Linked DNA regions of Triticum aestivum: region 1 is linked to region 2. A link is a contact called in public Hi-C data. All regions are on one chromosome and are shown on one strand. The core of a region is the stretch at or near the end of the contact, and the rest is flanking DNA. Distances in the headings are between cores, read along the strand shown.

Region 1 (4,594 bases), core at 1,465-3,964, 110 kb before region 2:
TTGATTAATATTTATGATATGGGTAGTACAAGAGTAGATCTACCACGAGATCAAGGAGGCTAAACCCTAAAAGCTAGCCTATGGTATGATTGTTGTATGTTGGGGTCGTTCTACGTACTAAAACCCTCCGGTTTATATAGACACCGGAGAGGGTTAGGGTTACACAAAGTCGGTTACAATGGTAGGAGATTTGAATATCCGCATCGCCAAGCTTGCCTTCCACACCAAGGAAAGTCCCATCCGGACACGGGACGAAGTCTTCAATCTTGTATCTTCATAGTCCAGGAGTCCGGCTGAAGGCATAGTCCGGCTACCCGGACACCCCCTAATCCAGGACTCCCTCAATAATAAAAGGGGTGTTTACTATACTATGAACAAGAAGGTAAAAAATAGTAATAAAAAGAGACTAAGTTAGTAGAGATTGTGCTTGAGTACTAAACTGCTCTCGAGTGTTCCGAAGTCATTACCACAAATATGACTTGCACAACAAGTGCGGAGCAAATGCTCTCTGTCGTATCCTCTATCCATCCTTCATATGCATAAGTGTGCGGTTCCCTATACAGAACATGCTCTACTCTAACGTAGACTTGATGCCATAAACGCCACCAACCATAGCTTCCCCCACGCCGGTTATCACAGACGGTCAAATTAGGGGTTTCCCCTTAGTCTTCGAGAGTTCATCTGTATCCTTGAGAACAAATATAACTACTTAAACATAAAGGAGAGGGTCAAGTTACAAGTCGACATTGAGCCGCCGATGGGACAAGGCATGGTGGTAATGGTGATGATGGCGCCGACGATGGTGGAGATGTCGGCGGCGCCGCCGACGCCGTGGAGATGGCACTGGCCCAAAGGCCGGTGCTCACGGTGGTGGAGCCTCCTCTTCTTCCCTTTGGTCTTGTTCCTTCCTCTATGGTGGTGATGGAGCAGCAATGGAGATGAACTTGGATGGGTTGGTGATGAATGCGGATGTTGAAGACGGCGGCTAGGATTGGAGGTGATATATAGGGTGCATCCTCGGTCTCCTCCATTGATGAGATGCATACAAAGGCTCCAGATGAGCATTCTCCTCTCCCAAAAGCTTCCTTATTGTCCAAGGATCTCGTGGGAACAAACCGGGGTGAAATTGATGAGGAATCCCGTATGGAGAGGTAACTTTCACGCTTGATTTCCTTCCATACGACCAATCATGGTTGTTTGGTACGCCGCCTTTTGCTCTAGTCCTTTTCGGCAAATCGGCCGCCATTTCTTTAAACAAACTCAGAATTTGACGTTCTTTGCCTCGTTGGATTCGTATGAACGACGCCGATCCATTTCTGGTTTTAGATCTTGGTTTTAAGCACTTTGAAAAAAAATGACTTTTTCACTCTCCGAAACGGCATATTGAACCTATCCTTGATTATTTCATCGTGTTTGATCCTAGGTTGCTCCAAAACACCCATAGACACAAGAAAATAAAGAAAACTAATAAAAAACAAATAACATACTAAACGTGCAATGCTCACAAGAGTGAAGAGACAGTGCAAATACCGGTAATCATGCATAAATGGACAACTATTTGGTTTAATGGGACATGATATATGAAGAGAACATGCAACAAATGTGCTAAAAATGCATAAAATATAGAGCCATCACCATGACAACGTGGTGCAGCTTCACCACCATGTGCATCTTTGTTTGGAGAACATGCCGCTCAATGCATGGAATGAGGAGAGCGTGGCCAAGTTGATCGGCGGGGCGGCTGTCACACACTGCTTTGGCGCAGACATGAAGCAAAAGAAGCAAAAGGAAGACACGTTGTGCCGCAACCTCTGGGCTTGGACAACCAACCCTCGGCAATCCCCAAAGACATGTGGCTCACGCTCATCGGCAGTAGCGCCACCAATAGCAACATCGTCGTCTCCAACACCAAGCCACTCCTTGACTTCAACGCAGCCGCGACCAGCTCATCCTCAACAACGCAACAGGGGAGGCTTGGCCTCAAATTTCAGGTCATTATTCACCTCGATCTTCGTGAGGAGTTTGCCCAAGACGCCACTAAAACTGCATTGATTCCCCAATGGTATTTTCCCTTTCCCTTTTCTTTTTCTTTTTTCCCTTTTTCCTTTTTCTCTAACTTTTTATAAAATCAATGAGCTTTTTCAAATTTGTGAATTTTTTCCTAATCAATAATTTTTTTAAAATTTGTGAACTTTTTCCATAATTGAATAATTTTTTTTCACAATCTATGATTTTTTAAAAATTTGATGAACTTTTTCTAAAATTGATGATTTAAAAAAAAAAACTTGGTGAACATTTTAAAATTTGTGATTTTTTTTCAGAATTGATCAATTTCTTTTCACGATCAATGAAAATTTTCAAATCAATGAACTTTTTTGCAAACTCACTATTTTACCATTTTTTCAAATTCAAGAATTGTTTTCGAATTTGTGTTTTTAAAATATTTGAACTTTTTTGCATGTTCGTGAACTTTGTTTTGAAATCTGTGAATTATTAATTTTTCTTTCCACATTTGTTTTAAGAAAAAACACGTTTTGTGCAATAAATAGCCGGTCTACTATTGTTTCTTAAAAGGTCCGTGATTGATTCCTCGTGAATAACCATTTTCTCGGTTGTTTTTTAGCGCTGTGATGCGCGTTCATGGCCGGCCCAGCAGATGCTGTCGCCAGTGCCCGTGGCGCTGAAGGCGCAGAATAGGAAGTCCCGAGATGGTGATGCGGCCTTGGCGGGTTTTCACGGACTGGGCCATGGCAAATGCGCTCTGTCCGGCTGATGATAGGCCCTTGGCTCGTAAAGCTGGTTAAAATGAGCAGCTTTGGTTTGGAAACGTAAATTAGTCACAGTATACCGCGGGCGCCTATTTTAGGAATCATTAAGGTTTTAGAAGGTTTTTCTTCCTATTATTCTACATCTATTTTTTGAGTTTCTTTTATATTTTTATATTATTTTTCATTTAATTAGTAAACATGTTTCGAATTTATGACTTTATTAAACTCGTGACTTTTCAAATTCGAAAAAAAACTTGTGTTCTTTTGAATCCACGAACATTTATTAAATTCACAGCTTCAAAATTATGAACATTCCTCAAACTTATAAACATTTTTCAAGATGACCTTTTTTGTATTCATTAATAATTTTTATATTTTAACCCGTAGAAAATTTCCGAATTCATGAACTTTTAAGAATTCCTGAACAATTTTCAGCTCTTATTTACTTAAAATTTATTTAATATTTTTGTATTCGTGAACTTAACATGTTTTTAAATTCGTGAACATTTTTTTGCATGGTTTGGGGCATCTTGCTAGTAGTATATATAGGTAAATGGTTTTGGGCATCTAAGTAGGGAGCCTGGGCTCCTAGGTGCGCCAAACGGTTGTCATGTTTCCTACTATCCAGTAATATTTACTATCACTTGAGTTTCATATGTGTACTACTATTTATCAAATCAAAAAGTATGTACGCATAATATGTAATATATAAGAATGTTTAGGTACTATATATACTGCGAGTAGGGTGTTTTGTTGCTTACACTCATCTGCACCCGGTCAGAAAAAAATTCGTAAAAAATTCAAAACAAAAACAAAAAATTCCAAAAAAATTGTGCGGTAGAATATTTGATGCGTGAGGCCCGTTCCAAATTTCAATTCATTTGGAGATCTGAGCAGCTCTCGGCAAAAAAGACAAATCGGCCCAAAACAATACATGAATAGTAAATATTTTTACAGATCACTATTTTTTTTGCTGAGAGCTCCTAAGATGTCCAAATGATTTGAAAATTGGAGCGGACCTCACGCATCAAATTGTCTAGCGCACAAAAAGAATTTGGATTTTTTTGAATTTTTCTACTATTTGTTTTGATTTTTTGTCAGCGCGGGTGCAGATGAGCTCGGGTGCAGAGATGGATTTGTCATATTCTACTTCTTAGGTAACATACATCGTATTTTGAGTATACTTTTTTTTACGTATAATATGTATGTATTTCATAAATACAATAAAAATCATGGGCCAACCTGTAATTTTTTCCTGTAACTCACTTTGAAATATCTTATACATAGTATATGAACATACTTACAGTGTTACAGTAGTATGTATGCTACCACATGATAGTATATGAGACATGAGGGTAACTACCACCAGTTGGTAGGATGTATTTTTCCTATATATACCATTTGTGTAGTATATTTCTTTATATGTATAAATATGAAGGTATTTTTTTGAACAAAAAAATATAAAGGTATTTTTGAAATATACTAAAATCTATGAAGTCACTTGCAATTGTTTTTCATGTAACCTGTTTTGAAAAATCTTAGGTGTAGTATTATGTATATCCTACTACGGGGTGTTAATACACCCTATATCTCATAGAGTAGCATGTGGTAGTGTCTATCATATCTTACCATAGAACTTGTTCAAACCGGGGAGAGAGAGAGAGAGAGAGAGAGAGAGAGAGAGAGAGAGAGAGAGAGAGAGAGGGAGGGAGGGAGGGAGGGAGGGAGAGAGAGAGAGAACCCTGTCGGGCCACCGGGGCGAGCGTGCACTACTACGAGTTCACGCGGTCAGCCACGGAGTTTGAGGAGCCTCGACGTACCAGTAA
Region 2 (4,315 bases), core at 1,169-3,668:
GGAGTGATTGGAGTTAAAGTAGAAAATACGTGACTAAAGGAATACATCCTAAATGGAAAAGATGACTTATTTTTTCTTGCTAAGAGATCAAGAGAACATCAGTATACATATGATAAATGTATCGCTCCTCTACAAGTCAAGTGTCCTCTCTGCCCAAGTAGCTAGTTGTTCATCCTTCGAACAACTCTCTTATCACCCTTTCCAATTCCTCCACAGTATACTTCTTTTGTTTCTTCTTTCCCGCCATTACTCGTTTTAACCACCAAAGGATCTTTGAAAGTTGGCTTCGATTTTCCTCAAGTGCAAATAAGGAAGCTTCATACAGTGGAATAATCAAACCCACAATCTCCTGCCGCAATTCATACTTGAGCTCCGATGTAACCTTCCATGTCATCTGGCAATTACAGATAATAAGAAAGTCGGCCGTAAACATATCCAGATGGCGTGGGTTGTTCAGAGGAACCCAACACTCTTCAAAGTAGCTCCTCCTGTATTGATGGATCATGGAAATGAGCCTACTCACCAATTCTACATTTGAAAAGGATGCCCCAGGACAGAGCATCATTTGCCAAACATTATATGTGTTATTCAATAGGAATATGAACTTTCGACTCTTTTCACCTTGGCATATCCATTCCGCGTCTTCCTCAAGCTTGGATACCCAACAATCAAACATGTCAGTGTAAGGTTCGACGGTGTAATCCCCGGTGGCAAATATTGACTGCACCCTATCTGTGTTACCACAGAAAATAGCCAACGCTTGTATAAGAAGACCATTTGCTGGATGAATGGTGAATTCATCGCAGTCGCAACTATGGATGTCCAGAAGTATTCCACCCAAAGCATTCAACATATTGTTAAGAATTCCAGCAACCTCACCAGATCTGTTCAAAGGATCTTGTTACAAACTATTTAAAATAATTTGAATCACATAATTTAGGGTTCAATCTAGGAAAAAAATGTACTACATTATTTTGCATAGAGAGCTAGAGATAAGTAAATAGTTAGCAGACTGCAAACAGTTATGCTGATGAGTATTTCTCATATTTTAGGTGTATTTCATCATTTTTCTCTTTTCTCACTGCAATAAGTCATATGCCCTATATTTAGTGTGCCAATTGATTATATGCATCAAGTCTAACAAGAAAAGAAGAACCTGCTCTAGTTTCATTTCTCCTCCCAACTGTAATTGTCAATTCTTCATCCACATGGCTCATGTCATGTGCCCCTCTTGGAACCACTACCCTTATATAATAAAGCTCTGGAATTTTCTCTCTCTTTGCGGCGAGGAAAAAGGTCCAGTTCATCCTCTACAGTTTAGAGTCTAGTTTCGATTTGTCAATCGACTTAAAATGAATTCACCTTTATTCTTAATTTTCAGCCGATCGGTAACAAATAAATAACAATTACACAGGACTACCAACCAAAAATACAAGTAATGAATACTACATGACTAACAACAGTAGTACTAGAATAGTAAACCCATGTGATCTCGGAAAAAGAAAAAAAAAATAGTAAACCCACATGAATAAAACAGTACACCCAAAACAGTGTGGAATGCTTACGAGGAGAATGTTAATACCAAACATACATTAGAAAATAAATACACTATGGATATTGTAGGCTTGGAGGGAATGATATTATTCTACACAGGAAAACAAATTGGGAATTCAATCATAGCACTTGATCGGACGGATAAAAAATTCGATCGAAACTGAATTAATAGTCAGTTGACTGAAAATTAGCAAATTCTGGGAAACAAAATTAAGCGTCCAGCGCACTTAATTTAAGGTTGATATAAGTTGTCGGCCCTCGCATACTTAAATTGATCAATGAAATCTCTCCCCTCGTCCTCCCCCCACCTCTCAATCCTTTGTTCCGTCTCCGTTCCACCACCCCTTGTTGGTAGGCACGGAAGTAACATACAGTAGTACTCCTACTGAATAGCAGAGAATCAGAGTAAGTAGAAAAGATTGGGGGACTAGTACGTACCTGTCGATGGCAGCATTGATGAAGACCACTGTCCGTTGAAGCACCCGGCTTGCTTTGTCTTGGTCGTCGCTGCTGCCGCCGTCCGACAGGTAGGCCTCGGCTTGGGACGGCGCCAGAGCCTCTGGGATGGAGGCGGCGATCTCGTCGACCTCCTCTGCAATCACCGGGTTCTGATCGGCACCCCCATCTGGCAACTGCTCGAAAAGGGGCCGACGGGACCAGAGGGTGAGTAGGATGGCCACGGACGCAGCGACGAGGCCTATGCAAATCGGCGGAGAGACACATGAACAGGAAGGAGGACGCGGCGCATGATTGGGGCTGCAAGTCAAGTCGAGGTACTGCTTGCAGCGAGCATCTGGCATGGTTCGCCGTGGTCGCCCGTCGGCGTGGGCTTCTTTGGAGGGAGGGGCAGCGGGATATGTTTGTGTTGGAGGTGGCGCCGTCGCGGTGGGTTTTATAGCCGTCCGTCTTGGCATTTTCCTTCCGTCGCTGCTCAGCTGCTGTCGACGTCGACGAAAGGGAAAGGCGTAGCGATTATTCGCCGGTGCGTGCGCCGTCCGGTGCCAGGGGGATACTTCCTGGTAGTTTCCTCCATTCTCCTTCCGGCCGGCGTCCAGGACTTAATTTTTTCTTTTCTCCATGGAAGAGATGTGGCGCACGCATCAGCCATATACTAGTCCGTACTGACGTACACCGGTCCATCCCTTTCATATCGCAGGGTCAGATTGGTAGGACGCCGGCGCCTGATGACAGTAATGTATGTGTTCCTGCGTACCTCAGCTGGCTGTCTTTTTCTTTCTTTTCTTCATTTGCGGGAACACTAACGGGCTATTCTTGCTCTACCGGATCACGATGACAATAATTTTAGCCAGATCCAAACTACTAACGTGCTAAAAGCCTAAAATATGCCCACCACTAATTAAATCACACAGGGCCCAGTAATGTGCTACTTCCCCCGCAATTTTTATTTAGTAATAATGTGCTACTTGGCGCTCGGCTCAACTACGAGAAAGTAACTGCAGGTGCCCCCGTGCCGTGGAAATGTGGCGAGCCATGGCGAAACATTGAAGCTTACCGGGCATCAGTTCTGTTAGGCCGACGGGCATCGAGTGGCTGTTCGACGTGCTGTATCCCCTGCAGGTTGATGACCGCATGAGGGTCCTTATGGTGCTGTGGCGCGCATGGCATGTTCGGAATGAGATCGTCCATGAGAAGAGGCCACCCCCAGTGGAGGCTTCATGCCGGTTCCTGCTCAGCTATGAAGCATCTTTGGCTGCTATCCAGCGAGACCCGGACGGTGATCACATGAAGGGCAAGATGGTGCTTGTGCCCGCGGCGAGGGGGGCGCCGGCAAGGCACCAGGAGAACGCACCAGCGCCGGATAGCATGTGGCAGGCCCCAGCCCCTGGGCGTGTTAAACTGAACGTCGACGGTTCGTACTGCCCCGCCTCTGGTGCTGCGGGTGCAGGCATGATCTTGAGGGACAGTAGTGGAGCAATTATTTTCTCGGCGTGCAGAAACCTTCTCTTCTGTGCAGATCCTTTGCAAGCGGAGCTGGCGGCCTGTCTCGAAGGCCTAAATTTTGCCATGCAACGGTCTCCTTTGCCTGTGGACGTGGAGATGGACAGCCCGATTGCTGTGCAGGCTATCCGATCAATGAAGGAAGATAAATCGCAACGCGCGATGATGATTTCTGAAGCTAAGAGACTTCTTGGTGAAAGGGAAAGTTCAATTGCCCATATTAGTAGGACACAAAACTGTGTTAGGCATAGACTAGCTGAGTTTGGCCGAGTAGAAGCTAGGACTGCCATATGGTTAAAATCTGGACCTGCTAATGCACCGGAACTATGTATGGAGGATCTCCCTCCAAGCTGAGCAATGAAATTCCCTTTAGCCCCGCAAAAAAAAACACTGTTGGAAGCCAATCTTCAACGGAAACTCCAATATAAACCGTTGGATGGGAAATGTACGCACGCGACGAGACGCAGCCCAAACATCGCACTTTCATTTATACTAGAATATACGTATAAAAAACGCCCGCCTTGCATATTCCATGTTTGCACAAATCCCCCTCTGTGATGCTCCCCTCTCAATATTACTCCAAACAGGAGATTTCTTTCTTTGTTTCTGCTGCGGATTTCTGTAACTAACCAGCGTCGAGACAGCAGATGCGAGTTCCGTAGTCAATTTGCAGGTAGATTTACTTACTGGCACTAAAAGCTGCTGGCAGGGTCTCCGGCGTGATAGCCGGGCACCCCTTGACGCGCCTGTTGAGGAGACCTGTGCAGCAGTCGAGGCCCGACAAGGAGGACAGCCGCGGGCA

The links. Hi-C and Micro-C count contacts between places; a contact is called where the count stands out from the background.
Region 1: a contact with region 2 is called in a Hi-C map of leaf, with 2.4 times the contacts expected there. The contact joins the enhancer-like site here to the promoter of LOC123184313 in region 2. A contact is called at or near these places in 3 of 5 Hi-C or Micro-C datasets (all in leaf).

Annotation. Positions count from the first base shown.
Region 1 is chr2A:17,252,746-17,257,339 of IWGSC CS RefSeq v2.1, reverse strand. No RefSeq gene overlaps it. Among protein-coding and RNA genes, the nearest start is that of LOC123184314, 37 kb to the left of the region's middle. Within about 2 kb of position 2,714, at least 3 of the 8 cell types and tissues checked have an H3K27ac peak or open chromatin away from gene starts, as enhancers often do. A contact at or near this core is called in leaf, where this site is marked.
Region 2 is chr2A:17,145,408-17,149,722 of IWGSC CS RefSeq v2.1, reverse strand. LOC123184313 reads right to left here and starts at 2,418. Exons shown (of 2, transcript XM_044596460.1): 1 at 1,993-2,418; 2 at 19-884. The coding sequence starts at 2,354. The coding sequence ends at 170.